2 separate regions of the Gossypium hirsutum genome follow, and region 1 is linked to region 2. The links are chromatin contacts, called in public Hi-C maps. All regions are on one chromosome and are shown on one strand. The core of a region is the stretch at or near the end of the contact, and the rest is flanking DNA. Distances in the headings are between cores, read along the strand shown. Region 1 has its middle 7.4 kb from the start of LOC107945898. Region 2 holds the start of LOC107945902 (cytochrome b5).

What was found. Hi-C and Micro-C count contacts between places; a contact is called where the count stands out from the background.
Region 1: a contact with region 2 is called in a Hi-C map of leaf, with 2.0 times the contacts expected there. The contact joins the enhancer-like site here to the promoter of LOC107945902 in region 2. A contact is called at or near these places in 2 of 34 Hi-C or Micro-C datasets (callus and leaf).

What each region holds. Positions count from the first base shown.
Region 1 is chrD12:41,571,846-41,576,336 of Gossypium_hirsutum_v2.1, forward strand. No RefSeq gene overlaps it. Among protein-coding and RNA genes, the nearest start is that of LOC107945898, 7.4 kb to the right of the region's middle. Within about 2 kb of position 1,861, at least 4 of the 9 cell types and tissues checked have an H3K27ac peak or open chromatin away from gene starts, as enhancers often do. A contact at or near this core is called in leaf, where this site is marked.
Region 2 is chrD12:41,482,284-41,486,958 of Gossypium_hirsutum_v2.1, forward strand. It overlaps LOC107945902 (cytochrome b5), which reads right to left and starts at 2,029. Exons shown (of 4, transcript XM_016880052.2): 1 at 1,866-2,029; 2 at 1,656-1,750; 3 at 1,296-1,362; 4 at 783-1,178. The coding sequence starts at 1,742. The coding sequence ends at 916.

The sequences.
Region 1 (4,491 bases), core at 611-3,110, 89 kb after region 2:
TTAAAAATTTTATTTATTTTTATTATTAAAAATTAATATTGTTGACGAAATAATTAGATAGTTATTTGTGACGTGTTAGGTATACTTTATGTTAATATATAAAAATTAATTTTTAACATTAAAAATAAATAAAAAAGGACTAATTTACCATTTACTACCAATGCAATTACATTATGCATCCTTTAAATGCAATTGTGATTGTTTGATTTTTGTAATAAATGCCATGAAAAAATGAAAAAAGGTTAAAATGTAGTTACTTTGACCTAAGTTTAGCTAAATATAGAAGTGATAGGTAAAAAAAAGGAGAGGGTGGACTCTCTGACCTTATCTGTCGGTCATCGCCTCGAATTCCTCTCCCATTCCCGATAGTGACACACCACACAAGGTCCTTTCTTTAATGAACCAAAAAAAGTATTATTTAGTCAAAGAAATTAAATTTGTAATTGATAATTTTTATAAGAAGAAGTTTGTGAATATGTTTATCAAGTGTCAATAACTCTCAACATGTTAGTATAATTTTTTTACTCTCGAGTTTTTAAAAAAATATAGATTCATATAGAGAAAGTGCTTAGAGTGAGTTTAGATGGACAGTACATTTATCTGCGATTAGTGTAAAAATAAAGGTGACAATAAAAATAAATACTGTAACGTGAGACAAAAAATAAGCTAAGCTAAGCGCATCGCACTTCACTACCCATCCAAACCCACACTTAATTAAGTTGTGTTAGAAAGTGAACCATGCGCATTTTACACTTGTAAACGCGTATTTTAGGCAACCATCCTCTATTATTATAAGTAACTTAGTATCTGAAATGGTATTTAAATAAAAGTTGTAGTTGGAAAAGAAAATTAGGTATGGGTAAGTGTGACTCACTTTTTTTTTACTTGACTATTCTATTATTTTTGTCATCATACTATTATTTTGTTATGATTAGTACAGTAATTCTAGGTTACGTAAACGATTAGACACAACAATCTAAGTGGTAATTTTATTTTATTTTATTTATTTATTTATTACTATTATCATGTTTGATGACTGCATCCCACCATCATCCATATATCTTGATTGTGCAGACCAACAAATTGGAGAAAATCAATAATCGATTTTATTTAAATTTAGATTTATTAAATCTAATTTTGGTTTTGTTTGAAATTTTTAAAATAATAATTATAATTCTTTTAATTAAAAAAATGGATTCGAGTGCATGGTGGTCGTGGTCTTTTCTGAAACTGAGGAAATAAATAGCTAGTAGGGTCGAGTCTCCATCTATGTTTTATCTTTTTTTAAACGTCTAATTTTATGGAAGGTCCTTATACTATGTTCTTTTTACAAATTAGTTCTTATACTATAATTTAATCATTTTTAATTATCACTTTTGAAATGTGTATGTTAAATGTTAAATCTAACTTTTCTGCCTAGTTTTTTCAAAAATTTATACATATATATGATAACCTAACCTATATAATCTGGTATCCTACTTCAAATTCATATAAATATAAAACTTGTTTATTTTATTGAAAACACATTTTTATTTCTATTTATCAAATGTGTTTCTCATCTTTAAAATAAAAAAAAATAAAAACTACTCATTGAAAATGAGAATATAAAATATTTTCAGAAATCAAATCCAACCTTAACTTCAAGAATAAAAATGCACATTTTGAAAATTAGAGAAATTATACATCATCAATTTATAATAGAAAGACTAATTTCATCAAAAGTACATAATACAAGGACCTTTTACAAAATTTGTCATTTTTTTTAAACTTTGGGTTCCAAATTCCAACTCTTTTTACTCATCTTAACTACTCCCCCATCACCCATATTTTCCTCTTCATTATTTCATTGTCACCCAAAAAGGCCAAAACCCCACCACTCTCCCCATCTCTCTCTCCCCCCTCCCTTGAACAGAGGCTAAACTCTTGGGGGGGATAAAGAGATAAGAGAGAATCCAAGCAACGCACATACACAAAACCCTTAGCTGCCACCAAAGCCTCTTTTGAAGATATAGTTTTTAGGGGAGCATTCATTCTGAGGGGAATGTTGTCTGGACCGGGGACACTTGTGTTTCTAATCCGTTTTCCCTGCAATATTGTTCTGATTAACGTGGGGATCTTTATATTGCTTATTTTTGTAATGGATTAAGGTTGTACTAGTGTCGTCGGACCAGGCTTCATTCCCCCCAATCATTGCTCCCATATGTAACTCCCATGGACTGCAGCATGTAAAAAAGGTTTGGGTTGTTTTTTTGGATCATTGGGGTGTTTTATTTACTGAAATTAAGGTTGTTTGTTACTTTGCAGTGCAATGATGAAAGGGTTTTTGACCAATTTGTTAAAGTTTCATCATTACTTTCTTTTTTTTTTCTGTCAGTACTAAGTTGTAAAACCCTCTTTTTCTAGTTCATCATTACTCAGATCTTTTTCCATGATGGCTTCTTTTTTTTCTTTTTATCTCATCTGTCAGTTTCATGCTGTTATTAAGATCTGGTTTTCAAGTTTGGTCAAACTTTATCTCTAGGGTTTCAAGTTGGAGATGATGTTTACAGACATATTCACTTGTATATTCTCATATATACAGATCTGCATTACATGTTACCACTTACCATGGATAAGAAAATGCTTTAGGTATTAAACTATAAATATGATGCAGTAATAGTTTTGACTATATATATATATATAGCTAGCTTGTGTGTCTTTGGAATGAATAAGGAATGTAATATTTAAATTCTTTTTGCATGAAAGAGCTTTGCCAATGGAAGTGTGGGTATGATGAAAGGAAAACTACTTACTTTGGCTTTGTTATTATTACATCTTATCTAAAAATTGATCATCAAGATATGTTGAGTGTTTGTAATTCAGTAAAAAAAAATCTTTATACTACCATTGGTTAGTAACGTATGAATAAAATCTTTTTTTCGTAAAAAATAAGAATTTTTATATAATAAATGATAACTTTGTTACATTTGAACTTATTTGATTCTTTTTAATAAAGATTAAATTGATTCGTTTGATAACAGAAACCTACGAGATATTTGATCAAAAACTAGCTTAGTTTTTTATTACATTTGTTTTCTAGTGTGACAAAAGATGTTTATTACCCAAGAAATTTTTTAAGCTTACATTACATTTTTAGAGGAAAGAAGAAAGGGTTTTAATCAGATCAGCTTGGAATCACATGCCACCACTTGAACAGGCATATAAACATATCTTGTGATCCTATGCTCGACTTGATTTCATTTCATCTCATAAAAAGTTTTCAATATTGTCCACCAGCTACTTCCCATCAGCTTTGAAGGACCCATGATTTGAAACTATATGTCGGGTGCTAGCGTTGCCATTGCCAATCTTTGAATGGTGGAATGTTTTCCCAATGTGGTTGAGGCACTTTGATGATCAGCCTATTTGAGTTCATAGTTTTAAATAAAGTTAATTTTAACTTGACCCCTTAACATATCTTGGCTTCAATCATGGATCTTAGCTAACTCGTTGGATGCTTTTAGGGTTTTGGCTACTTTCCCATCAAGTGTAGGGTCCCATGACTTGAACCCATGTTGAGTGCCATGGCCATTGCGAACATTTGTTCTTATTATTAGTATTAGGGATAAACATAAAAACTACACATGAGCTTTAATTTATTTCGATGTGCAATTCGATGCATAAATTTGGATTTGGTGCAATTACATAAGTAAAATTTTAATTGTGATTCAGATAGACGCATTAAACTTTACTTTGATCCAATTGTATACATTTAAGAAAATCAAAATTCATGTATAGCATTGCACATAGAACCAAAGTTTATGTGTAGCTTTATTATTTATCCCTTAGTATTATTCATGATAAGCTCAATAATAGTTATATTATATTATAATATAATTGTTAAAAATATTTAAAATGGTTATGTTTTAAATTTTAATAAAAAAATATAAAGTTAATAAATATTAAATTAAAACTTAAATCTATATTTATATAAAAAATTTAAATAAATGAATTTAAATTAATCAATTTAAAATATGAATTAATTTGAGTACAATTTAATATCCATATATTGGGCAGGACTTATAGCTTAGATAAGTAATGAAATCATTAATGCCATATATAGAAACCCAACCTGATTCAACCATAAATACCTTAAGTAATTTATACTCATTTGAAGCTAAAAATTATGAAAAATAAAAATGGAAAGTGACCAGATTTGGGCTAGAGCTCAATAAGTCCAACTTGTCACCTTTGGATCAATATTTTAAAGTCTACACCCTTTCTTTTTTACGGAACTAATTCCTTAGAACCCAAATTTAATAATTCGAATAAAATATGTAATTATACTAATAAATTTTAATTTAATTATCAATATAATTATCTTTTTTCGGATAAAAATGGTTATTTGTACACTTATGTAATTATACTAAATTTTTTAAAATAATCTCATTATAAGTTTTTTGACAAAAATTCTAAGACTATCCATAGCCCCTAACCTATAAATAGAAGGAT
Region 2 (4,675 bases), core at 779-3,278:
GATTTTAAGCAACAGAAGCTCATAAAAATGTGGCAAAATTGTAGACCATGTCAAAGATCATATATCATTGAGTGCTAGATGGGCAGCCAAGCCAAGTTCAGCTTGAGTTAGTGAGCACGGTTCACCATGCTGAAACCCCCTAATCCGAGGCTTATACATCGAAAGCCTCATGTCAATCCGAGTTTAAGACATTTGGGTTGTAATGAAGAATACTATCCTCCAAGGTATACGGAGTTTCAGGAGCAGTAGATCAATATAGCAAGGCATTTTCAGTAACCCAAGAAGAGGTGCTATGTCGGGATGCCGGAGGCCTCCCGGGATATGTAGTCTCATCAAATAACAACAGATACAAAAAATGGGCAAGAGAAACTTAGCAGGATGGTTACAGGCACAACATTCATCATTAACCTATCCTGCTAAACAAAAACCGAGATTCACCCAACAATTTCAATCACCATTTTGCAAAGGCACAAGGAAAATGGGAGAGAAAACGATGATCTTACAGGTACTTCCGTAGACTCGACAAATATGCTTTAAAAGATGCCTAGATATTTGATAAATCATAAGGCTATGAAGCTATATAGACCTAACAAGTTTAGACTCGATATGATTAAACAACAAACACCAACCCAATACAAATAAACAAACATGCAAAAATGTATATAATACAAATTATTAACGCGACTATGACACATGAAAATACACAAATACGATACAAACACATGAATTGCCGAGTCTAAGGCTATGCAAATTGCAATGCAAGTATCTCAAACAATAGAAAATAGATCGAAAACGACATTCCAAGACATTATTAATAGCAATCAGTTATAGACTGTCACGAACATTACAACAACAACAACAACAGCTTTAACAAGCATACATACGAACTAGCAGGTTCCGTAATGGGAAAGTTATCTAAGTTTCGGTTTTTTCCTTCTTCCCCAAGAACTGTAAACCGAATGCGAAGCCTAAGATCAAGAGGGGTACCAGGAACTGTATAATCTTAAACAGAAAGCCAGGCTCCTCTTGTTGAGTTGCCGCGGTTGACGTCTGTGCTTTGTACATCCTTCGTGCGGGAATGGTGGTGGCATCGACCTCACCAATATAGTACTTCTGCATCTGCTCTCTTGCATCATCACTGTGACCTACGTCTTCGAAATCATTGGTCGCATCTTTTCCTATATAATTAGATATTGATATGTCACAACATAAATATATAAACAGATACGATCCGGCTAGCTATATGAACATTAAGCTCGTAATTGTCGAACAAGACCATTGAACAAACATCTTACCACTAGCAGCAAGCAAAACTTCATCTCCACCAGGATGGTCCTCCAAGAATTGGGTTACATTATACACCTTAAAGAACATGCAAGGGTAAGCTAATCATTAAATTAAATTGCTTCCATTATTATACTAATTTTCCCATAATTTCATCAAAGATGCACGTTTTCTGCAGAAAAAAAAGATCTAATTTTGCATACTTTTTATACCTATGAATTTCCATTTCTTCACAGTTCAATCCAAAAAAAATTAAAAAAACCTAGCTTTGCATATTCCACATAGTTCCAACTACTTAAATAAGTAAAACAAAATACAAAAAGGGGGAAAACCCAAATCAGATTCATCCAAAAATGAAATGAAAACCAAACCTTTCCAGAGATCAAAAGCCAACAATCATTTCTGTCTTTGTGCTTCACCAGATCTTCATAAACAAATACCTTTTCTCCTGAACCCATTTCTTGAACTACAAAATGAAAAGAAAAAAAAAAGAGATAAATTCAACAGAAAAAGCAAAGTGAAGTGCAGAAATTGACAAGTTTTATAAGAAAAGAGTAAAATAGAGCAGGATTTGTTCTAACATGATGAAGGGAAGTCAAAGGAATGGAAATCGAGGGGAAAAGGTGAATGGACTAATGTCTAAGTTTGAATGGGGCAGTTAATATTATCTTTGGCTTAAAAATGTTGCCAATTTCTGACCAGTCAAGTGGACACGTGCTTCATACTCCGGTGTGATATACGTATTCTTCATGTTCGAGTTACCAACATTAATTCTTTTGAAGTTTGTAATTATTTTTTTCGATGAGATGATATAATTTTTGCTTTTAATTTTAATAATTAAGTTTATTTTCGTATTTTATTTTTTTATTATATTAGATTTGAATTTGATAATTAGATTCGCTTAGAATTTTTAATTTATATTCCATTAAAATATGATGATATGATCGGTATTTTTGAAATACGATTGGATTGATTGGACCAAAAATCGAACGATATATTAATCCGAACAAAGGGTTGAACTGATTGAATCAAAAACTACTCGAAATTGGTAAAAACTGAAAACTGTGACAAGAATTAGTAGTTGAACAGTTTAATAGTTTTTTTTTATATATTTTTATGAACTTTTAATTATTTATTTAATTATTGTTGATTTAGCAATTGAACTAATCAAATCGATTGAATTGAAAATCAATAATCTATTCGGTTCGACCATTGATTCGATTATTAAAACATTGTATGTGACACTCTAATATTGTACCATATCATCGCTTGAAATTTTTTATGTTTTTCAAGTTCATGGATCAAAATAAAATACTCGTACAGAAAAAGGTAAAGAGAAGGAAAATGAAAAAGTAATAATATAGAGTAATTATTAAATAATGATATTTATTTTCTATTATCAATGATTTTCCAAATATATTTTTAATTATTTAAACTCGAAAATAAAGATTGAAATATGTCATAAGTCTTTAGATCCTAAATTTTCAACCTTAGGATTTTAGTCTTTTTATTTTTCAGATTTTAAAATTCAAGTCTAGTTGTTAATATTATTAAAATGATTTTGTTAAATTCATGTTGATTCCAACATCATTTTTTAATTACACCAAAAAATTAATAAAAAATATTAACAGTATTAATAATTGGATTTAAATTTTAAATCTAAAAATATAAAAACTAAATTATATAATTAAATTCCAAATTTGTAAACACATAAAATATATTTTAACCCAAAAACAAATTGTGAAAGTAGGTGGTTTGGTCAGTGTTTCTCATCCACAATTTTTAATAGTCTAGACGGGATGGCAGTGGTGGGTCATAAAATGTAAAATTTCACGTTTGACCCTTTAAATTTTATAAAATTTTAATTTAATAGAAAATTAAATTTCATTTGGGCCCTCTAAAAATGATAAAAAAAATTTAATCTTTTAAAAATTATAAAGATACCTTCTAGTAAAATTGTGAAATTACATTTTAACTCTCATAAAAATTTACAACTTAAATCAGACCTCCAAAATAAAAAATTCTGAATTTGCTCCTGCTTTTATCCAAGCAAAGGGGTCAATAAAATGCTAATAAATAATAAAAAGGGCCAGCAATTTTCGCTCACAAGAAAATGATATCCAACCAGCTTTGCTTGCTGTTTGGACTTTGATACTAATAAATTTCTATTGTTTGAATTTTTAATGGAGTTAGTATTAAGAGTTAGTCGAAGATTAATTAAAAATATTATATATATATATATACTCTTTTTTACAAAGAAAAAATATTATTTTGAGAGCTTATTTTTTTATTGTTATATGAACTCTATAAATTCAGACAATTTAAAGCTAAAAGCATCATAATTTATACATATTTAATTTTACCATTTTTGCCAAATTCTTATTTGACTAAACTACAAAAATAGTCATTTTTGTTTATCTCAAGTTACATTTTACTCACTTATATTTGAGATGTTACATTTTAGTCACTTACGTGAACGTGTTGTAACATCATTAAATCATTATTTCAAAAAAAAAAGGTTAAATTATATAATTGGTCCCCATATTTTTTCATTTTAAGCAATTTAATTTTTTTCTTTTATGTTATTTTAACTTTCTTTTTTTTCTTCTTTATTTTTCATTCTCTTCTGCTTCTCCATTTGTTTTCCTCTCTTCTTCATCTCCGTTTTCAACATAATTAATTCAAAGAAATGAGATTTCAAACATGAGGCATCTGCAAAGTTGTTTTGCTTCAATGATCTAATAATTAATTCAAAGAATTGAGATTTCAAACTTGAGGCATCTATAAATCATGTCAAACAGTCAACTAAAGGTTACTTGTTAATGTGTAGCATTTAACCATATGATGGATTTAAGGGCTTGATTGCATGTAAATCATTTGAGGCAGCTCTTGAAACCGCCATTAGAATATGGAGAAGGAAGAAGGGAACATAAAAGAAAAAAAAAGGAAAGTTAAAAGAACATAAAAGAAAAAGATTAGATTGCTCAAAACGAAAAAAATATAGGAACCAATTGTACAATTTAACATAAATTTTTTGTTTGAAATGATTTAACGTGCCACGTCAGCTTACTATTACATCGTTAACAACAATTAATGGCTCAGTGACTATAATGTTACAACATGATAATATAAGTGACTAAAATATAACCTGAGACAAATAGAAGTGACTATTTTAATAGTTTACCCTAATAATAATTCTATTTATTTTTTTTTCAAATAAGTTATCGCTTGCCATTTTACCTATTAGACCAAATAAATGCAAGTTAGGTAATATCTATATTTAGATTAAATATTTGGATTCGAGTATTTTTTTATATGATGTCTACTTTTATACATAATTTTCAGATCTGTAAATCAGAGAAAAAGTGTAACACCCCTAACCCGAATCCGT